Regions from separate parts of the Hordeum vulgare genome. Here region 2 is linked to region 1. The links are chromatin contacts, called in public Hi-C maps. All regions are on one chromosome and are shown on one strand. The core of a region is the stretch at or near the end of the contact, and the rest is flanking DNA. Distances in the headings are between cores, read along the strand shown. Region 1 has its middle 130 kb from the start of LOC123398449. Region 2 has its middle 110 kb from the start of LOC123396661.

Region 1 (3,968 bases), core at 835-3,334:
CACACGTCGAAGATGGACGAGAAGGTGAAGGCGTGGTACATAGTACAATACGACCACATCTTGAATCAGATGACAGTGCCGTCGGCCACCACGGCGACCGCAATGACGACCACAACCACGACCACGACGACGAGCCCAGCCACGCGGAACGTACACCGACCGCGAGCTCGACTACGCCGATGAAAGAAAGCCCAGCGACGCCAATGATAAACCCGTCTACGCCGGTGGAGGAGGAGCCGCACCCGTCGAGTTAGCCGTGTCATCCGGTTTTTATCCTTTCCTCTCGAGATGCTCTTACACTCCCCAAGTGGAGATCCTCCAGAACGCGCTCCGCATGCAGCATGGTGAACCTGGATGCTGGCGTGGCATCGGTGTCCATCGCCTCCTTTGCTTTTCAGACGGCGCGTCAGCCTGAATAACAAAACAACGAGTGGGTTTCACTGAAAAAATTGCACTGAAAAGGTTGCTATACTAGCCAGTAGTGTCTCTCTCTCACTCTATGTTGTACTCCTACTTACACACAGGTGAAGATTCCCCGAAGCATATACGGCTGCCACCTTTAAAAGCTGATTTTCGTGGCACGAGGGAAACATATAGGATCGCGAGAACCCTTACACGTATAGACATTAAGAGATCTTACCACATGTTTCATGTGGTATCTAAGAAAACGAGTCCATACGCTTACGTGTGGGCCAAATAGATAATGCCTATACGTCCGACCTCCTGTCTCACATCAGGTCACCGCATGTATGTGATTTTTCTTTTGGATTTTCAGTTTTCAAAATGTTTATTTCTTAAATGAAAAATTGATTGAAGATCCGTTTTTATCATTAAATCCATCGCGACGAGATCGTCGAAACTAGATCTCATATCAATATGTTTTGATGATTTTTTTAAGTTAAAAGTTGTCATGTGTGTTGCATATGAATTACCATGTTGTTTACATTAAAGTTGCCATGATATATTTCAGTTATTTTTTCTTTAATTTTCAAAACTAAATTTTAACATATTGTAAAATGAAAAATTAAGAAACTAGACTTTAACGGTAGTTGGAAATATAACGGTAGCTTTAAATCTGAAATTACCATGGTTAAATGAGGAATTAAGAAATTTTAACATATAATCTGAAATTACCATGGTGAAAAAAATTCCATGATCAATTTATAAAGAATTCCGTAAAAAGTAGTTGAAAATATAACATTAGCTTTAAATCTAGAAGAAAAAATAGGTAAAACATGACATGGCAACTTTAGTCTAAACACTATAACAATTATAATGTAAACATCATGGCAATTTTTGGTCAAATTTTCTTTTCATCGATCATGATCAAATTTCTAAAATTGTCATGATCTATAAACTAAATTTGCCATCATGAATTACTAAAAATTACCATGATTCATGCATTACATTTATCGTGGTTAATTACTAAAAAAATAACATAATCAATTAATAAAAGTTGCCGTAAAGAGTAATTGAAAATATAACGATTTTAAATCTAAAAAAATTTGATAGAACATGTCATGGCAACAGTACTGTAAACACTATAGCAACTACAGTGCAACATAATGGTAGGTTTTGTCTAATTTTTTTTATCGAAACATATCAACATAAGATCTAGTTTTAAAGATCTCGACGAAACGGATTTAATTGTGAAAATGAATTTTTAGTTAAATTTTTAATAAGGAGATCAAACATTTTTAAGCCGGAAATCAAAAAAGTTTTCTGTTGAGAAAGAAACTGACGTGCGGCTGAAGTGGTTAAATATCCATACACTAACCGAGTACTACGTGGAAAAAAATTCAGACATCAGTTGTCAAGGTTCGTGCAGCAGCAAACAGACGGTAGTCCATGTGTGGGCGGTTTACAAACGCTCATCCATGTGAACGTTATCTTTTACTAATATGGTACTACATGATGTTGAAAAAGCAAGCTTCGGACTTTTGGTGGATGATCAGACACCATGCAAGGCACGTAGCATGTTTGTTGGTGCAGTGTCCCTTTCCTTACTCGGACACATGGACCGGCTTGTGGCTACCAGTTAAGCAAGCAAGCTTCACGTCTGGTCTGGAGTCAAGACTACTGAACTAGATTAGCTTATTGTGGCTGCGGTAGTTTCGACATGTTCCTTCCTACCATCCATGAATTAATTGTCTCTCTTCGTGCGACGAAAACCTAGCAGAATGTAAAGTCTTTTTCCCATAAAGGTAGATAGACAGCGACGCCATTTTGATTCCATGAAGTATGCGCCATATTTTCCATGTGAACAACCGCGTTGTGTGATACTGACACGTACATAAAATGTGACATGCACGTCGTGACATGCTTCGTGTCACCAGCGAAAACAACAGAGGATAGGCACAGCAAGCTGGTGGTAGAAATCTGACGCGTCTATACCTATCTAGGCTTGTACAGTCAGATGTTAGTATTTACTCCCTCCGTTCCTAAATATAAGTACGGAGCAAAATGAATGAATCCACACTTTAAAATATGTCTATATACATCCGTATATAGTGCAATAGTGAAGTCTCTAGAAAAACTTATATTTAGAAACGGAGGGAGTACTAAGTACTAAGTCAAAGGGAAACGCTTGTGGCCGGCCGGTCGCGCGCCGACACACACATGCTACTTATTAGGCATGTAGTTCTTTTCCATCTAAACTTGCTGTAACTAGCGTTTTCTATTTGCTATATTTATCTATAAAAAAATTACATATACGTTTGGTTACAACTCTAGTTCATCAATTTTTTTGCTACAATCGGTGTTTTGATTTTTGCTACAACCGTGTTAAATTTTGCTACAACCGGTATTATTTTTGCTGCAAACGTTCACTAAAAAAGTTGCATACACGTTCGTGAGAGTTTCAACCCGAGTTCACCGGATTGTTTTTACTACAATCGACATTTTGTTTTGTTACCACGCATCATCAACGTCTATTTTTCTACGATCACGTTGATATTTTTCTGCTATAACCATATTTTTGTTGCAACCATGACGGAAATTTGCTGAATCGTGGCCGAAATTTGCTGCATTGAGGAATATTGCTGCATGGATAGATCTAACGGTGTGCCACACGTATCTGACGGCCGCGCTGCGACCGGCGCGAGCGTTCGGGTCGGCGCGCCGGCGCCCAATACTGCCCTAACTTATATCACCCGCATATGTCCCAACTTGTTGTACGCACGCAATTTACCATCCAAAACCATCCGCGATTGATTCTCGGATCAGTCGGCTTGTTCGCAAATCAAAGCAAATTAGAGGGATTTGCAAGAGGCCGGACCATCATCACATAGGACTCCGGCAATGCCGACCCACCTATCCTTCCCCCGTACCCCCGAACCCGCATCTTCAACCCTTTTCTTTTTTTCTACATCTGCTTCTTTCCTCGTCGACATCGCTGCTCTACACCTTCGCCACCTGTCAAGCCCTTCTCGGACCTCTGCGAGCTCATCCAGCACACCAGGTCCCCATGCCACTTTGCCTACGACTTCGGTCCAGAACTCTCTTCCATTGATTGCATAGGTACCATCATCCCCTACGGGGGTCACCATGCCTGACAAGTGTTTGGTGAAATACCTATGCTAAATCTTTTGTCTTTTCTTTGAAAAAATAAATTCAAAGATGGAGTACTCATACGAGCACTACGTTGAGTCGTGTGACGAGAAGGATTATGTGAATGAAACAAAGATGATGCAGATGGTCCTTGCATATGCGAAGCTGTAGAAGAGCTTGTTCTCAACTTCAAGGGATTGCTCAAGGATCATCAAGTTTTGAACCGAAACGGGGCACACGGGCATTTGACGCTGGTACACGACTACCTTGCCTTTGATGCCCTATTCATGGACAATTTTCTTCTTCACTTTTTGATACGAAAAATGTCTTTGATCGCTTCTATAATGGTGTCCGGTCCTATGATGACTACTTCATCTTGAAGAAGGATATCGTTGGAAGGATTGGATTCTCTGGTTACC
Region 2 (3,962 bases), core at 680-3,179, 860 kb after region 1:
AAACAGTAGCAATAAACTGACACGATCATATACTACGTTTATAGTTTGGGTCTTGTCCATCACATCATTCTTCCAATGATGTGATCTCGTTATCAAGTGACAACACTTGCCTATGGCCAGGAAACCTTGATCATCTTTGATCAACGAACTAGTCAACTAGAGGCTCACTAGGGGCAGTGTGTTGTCTATGTATCCACACATGTATTTGAGTTTCCAATCAATACAATTCTAGCATAGATAATAAACGATTATTATGAACAAGGAAATATAATAATAACTAATTTATTATTGCCTCTAGGGCATATTTTCAACATGGAGAAACTATCGATCCGGGCATAGGTCGGGGGCCTGGCTGGGAGTGATGTAATGTTCGTGCCATACAGGTCGAACAGTGTATGCAGGTCAACCAAACAGTCAAGATTCTTCCCGCACATGTCTGGATTGGTATTATGCAGACAACCAAATGCATCCATGGAGATTTTACCACTGCAACATCATGGTTCATACTGCTTGTGTGTGATATTCATGTTGCTAACCTAAGGAACGGAATGTATGTTCTCGCAAACCTAAGATGCATCAGGGCAAAAGTTAAATCGGACAGATCATTTGTGGTTGCTTCAGTTGAACTTGTAAACGACTATCTAGTTCGGAGGCTGCAGTAGTTGCTAAATGGCAACAGCTTTGTATGTATGTAGAAATTATTAGATGTATCTCGAACAAACGTTTCACTTGCATATAAAAATGTACAAGTTTTATAAATAGTGTAAACATCAAACTTATTTTTTAACAAAATGTTAATAAGTTAATTTTGAAATGGAAATCATGTATTAAAAAATTTAGATATGTCAGAATGTTCTTGATGTATAGCAAAATTGATAAACAAAAAATCATTTATAAGTATTAATTGCATATTTTAGAAGTGTTAAACACATATAACATAAATTTCAAACGTACAATAAAAATGTACATAGAAGCCGATGAAAATGATTCAAACAACACAAACGAAACAGGAAAAAGTTAGTGAAAAAGGTTCTAACACCATAAAAAACCGACGAAAACCACAAAGAAGAGCACGGAAAAATAAAGACAGAACAAATTGAAAGAAAGTAAAAGAAAAATAGGGAAACGAAAGAGAAAGTAATACAACCCAAGAAAACCAATAAAAAATAAAGAAAACAAAATAAAACGAAAACGAAAACAAAAAGAGACTTAGAAAGCAAGTGAAAACAATGGAAACTGAAGTCATAACGAACAAAAAAGAAAGTGAAAGAAAATCGAAGAAAAATGAAAAGAACTGAAGAGAATTCAAAAGAAAACGAAACAAGATGTGAAGAAAATCAGATGAAATCAGAAGAAAATAAGTTCATCATTTTAAAAAAATTAACGATTTTGGAAAATGTTCATTGAATTTGATAAAAGTTCAGCGATTTTGAAAAAAAGTCGATGAATTTGAGAGAAGTTCATCGCATTTGAAAAAGTTTATAAATCTGAAAAAGTTCAAAAGAAAAGAAAGGAAGCCTGAATAAAAAATAAAGGAAAATAAGAAAACCAAAATAATGCCACGCAGAAGTTGACGAGCGAACCGCAAAAACCCGATTTTGAAAGCTTCTGGAAACTTCCCAAAACCGAAAGATTCCCATAACTAAAGAGACAAATAAAAAAAACAGGCTAACAATCACTGGTTGTTAGATGGTGCAATGATTACTATCCTTGAACCCGAAGGAATAGATTATGAGTTCGATCATGAGCGCACCTGTTTTGAACCTTTAAACATAAAACATGAGATATATGGGCGGCCCAACTCACAAAAGAGGGGGACGATTTAGGCCCCGTTTGCAAATCAAAATGCAAGAGATATATGGACCAGCCCAGTTCGTAGCACAGGGAAACCAGCCCAGCTTGCAGCAGAGGGGGCCTGCTTTAGGTGTCCCTTTGCAAAAACGCATTTAAACATAAAACATGACATACATGGGCGGCCCAACTCACAGCATAGGGGGACGCTTCAAGCCCCCCATTTGCAAATGAAAACGCGAGAGATATATGGATCAGCCCAGTTCATAGCAAAGGGGGAACGGACCAGCCCAGCTCGCAGCAGAGGGGACGCCTTAGGTGTCCGTTTGCAAAAACACCTACAAGGGGCGCCAGGACCTTCTCAATGTCGCTTGTTGCAACAAAGTGTAAGCGTTTCACACAGGGACAATTAACCTGTGACGACCCATTTGCGGTGTCACGACTGCGAAATGAAAAACACAAAAAAAAGGAAACGAGGTGTGACTCAAACTTGCGACTTCGTAGTGGTATTTGCGATGTGCTAGCCGCTACGACTAGCAACTGTCGTGTTAGAATTAAGGATTATGAATCCTGTGTCGACCCTGAGCTAATCTCTCTAGTCGAATCTGATCCTTTTCACGATTATGAGTCTGAGACGGTCATAGCCCATCTTGCCAAATTATCCGAAATAGCTAACCACTTCACTAATCAGGAGAAGATCCGCCACTGCTATATTCTTAAGTTGTTTCCTTTCTCTCTAAAGGATGGTGCTAAAGCCTGGTTCACCTCTCTTGCTCCTGGATGTGTGCGTAGTCCCCAGGAGATGGTCTATTACTTCTGTGAGAAATATTTCCCTACCCATAAGAAGCAAGCTGCCTTGCAGGAAATATACAACTTTGATCAACTCCAAGAAGAGAGTCTTCCACAAGCTTGGGGGAGGCTCGTCCAGCTACAAAATGCTTTGCCTGATCACCCTCTTAAGAATACCGAGATACTTGATATCCTCTATAACAGACTTACCGATGCCTCTAGAGACTACCTAGATAATTGTGTCGGCTGTGTTTTTAGGGAACAAACTGTAGAACAAGTTGAGACCCTACTGAATCACATCTTGATCAACGATAATGCTTGGACTATTCCCGAACCACCTCCTAAGCCAACTCCTAAGAAAAGAGGTATTCTATTCCTCAGTCCCAAAGATACGCAAGAAGCCAAGAAATCTATGCAAGAGAAAGGCATTAGATCTGAAGATGTCAAAAATCTACCACCTATCGAAGAGATCCATGGTCTCGATAACCCGATACATGTAGTGGAAGTGAATTCTCTGCGTAGGTTTGACGAGAGTGATATTCCTTTTGATAAACCTGCTAGCCTATGCTTTGACGAATTTGACAACTTTGTTGCCAAACAACAGAGTTTCAATGATTATGTTAGCAGACATTTGGAACAAAGTGCTTGTATGCTTAACCATTTAAGTGCTTGTGTAGACAGAAATGTCAATGTTCTGAAGCTTCTGAGTAAACATCCCTCTATGATTACTACTCTGGTAGAACAAGTACTTAAAGCTCAGAATGACCTGCTCAATGAATTAAATGACAACTCTGTCAGAGTCATTACTAGAGGAGGCAAAATGGCTCAGGAACCTTTGTATCCTGAAGGTCATCCTAAGAGAGTTGATCAAGATTCTCAAGGAGTCAATGCTGATACACCTAGTCATCCTAAGGAGAAGAAGAAGGATGATAGAAACCTGCACGCCAGTTCACCAAATACTGTCACACTAGAAGAACCTAATGATATTTCTGCGTCTGATGCGGAAACACAATCAGGTGATGAACATGAACCTTGTGACAATATGGACAGTGATGTTCATAATAATGCTCAACCTAGCAATAATGAGGATGTGGAGATTGAACCTACAGTTAATCCTGATAATCCACAACCTAAGAGATACGACAAGAATGACTTCACTGCTAGGAAGCATGGTAAAGAAAGAGAGCCATGGGTTCAGAGACCTATGCCCTTTCCTCCTAAGCCATCCAAGAAAAAGGATGATGAGGATTTTGAGCGCTTCGTTGAGATGATAAGACCCATCTTTCTGCAGATGCGGTTAACTGATATGCTCAAGATGTCTCTGTATGCCAAGTACATGAAAGATATCGTGACTAATAAACAGAAGATACTAGATCTTGAGA

What was found. A called contact is a pair of places that touch in the nucleus more often than the background predicts.
Region 2: a Hi-C map of leaf shows a contact between it and region 1, with 6 times the contacts expected there. The contact joins two enhancer-like sites. A contact is called at or near these places in 2 of 6 Hi-C or Micro-C datasets (leaf and seedling).

The regions. Positions count from the first base shown.
Region 1 is chr5H:322,039,852-322,043,819 of MorexV3_pseudomolecules_assembly, forward strand. No RefSeq gene overlaps it. Among protein-coding and RNA genes, the nearest start is that of LOC123398449, 130 kb to the left of the region's middle. Within about 2 kb of position 2,085, at least 1 of the 3 cell types and tissues checked has open chromatin away from gene starts, as enhancers often do. A contact at or near this core is called in leaf, where this site is marked.
Region 2 is chr5H:322,895,347-322,899,308 of MorexV3_pseudomolecules_assembly, forward strand. No RefSeq gene overlaps it. Among protein-coding and RNA genes, the nearest start is that of LOC123396661, 110 kb to the left of the region's middle. Within about 2 kb of position 1,930, at least 3 of the 3 cell types and tissues checked have open chromatin away from gene starts, as enhancers often do. A contact at or near this core is called in leaf, where this site is marked.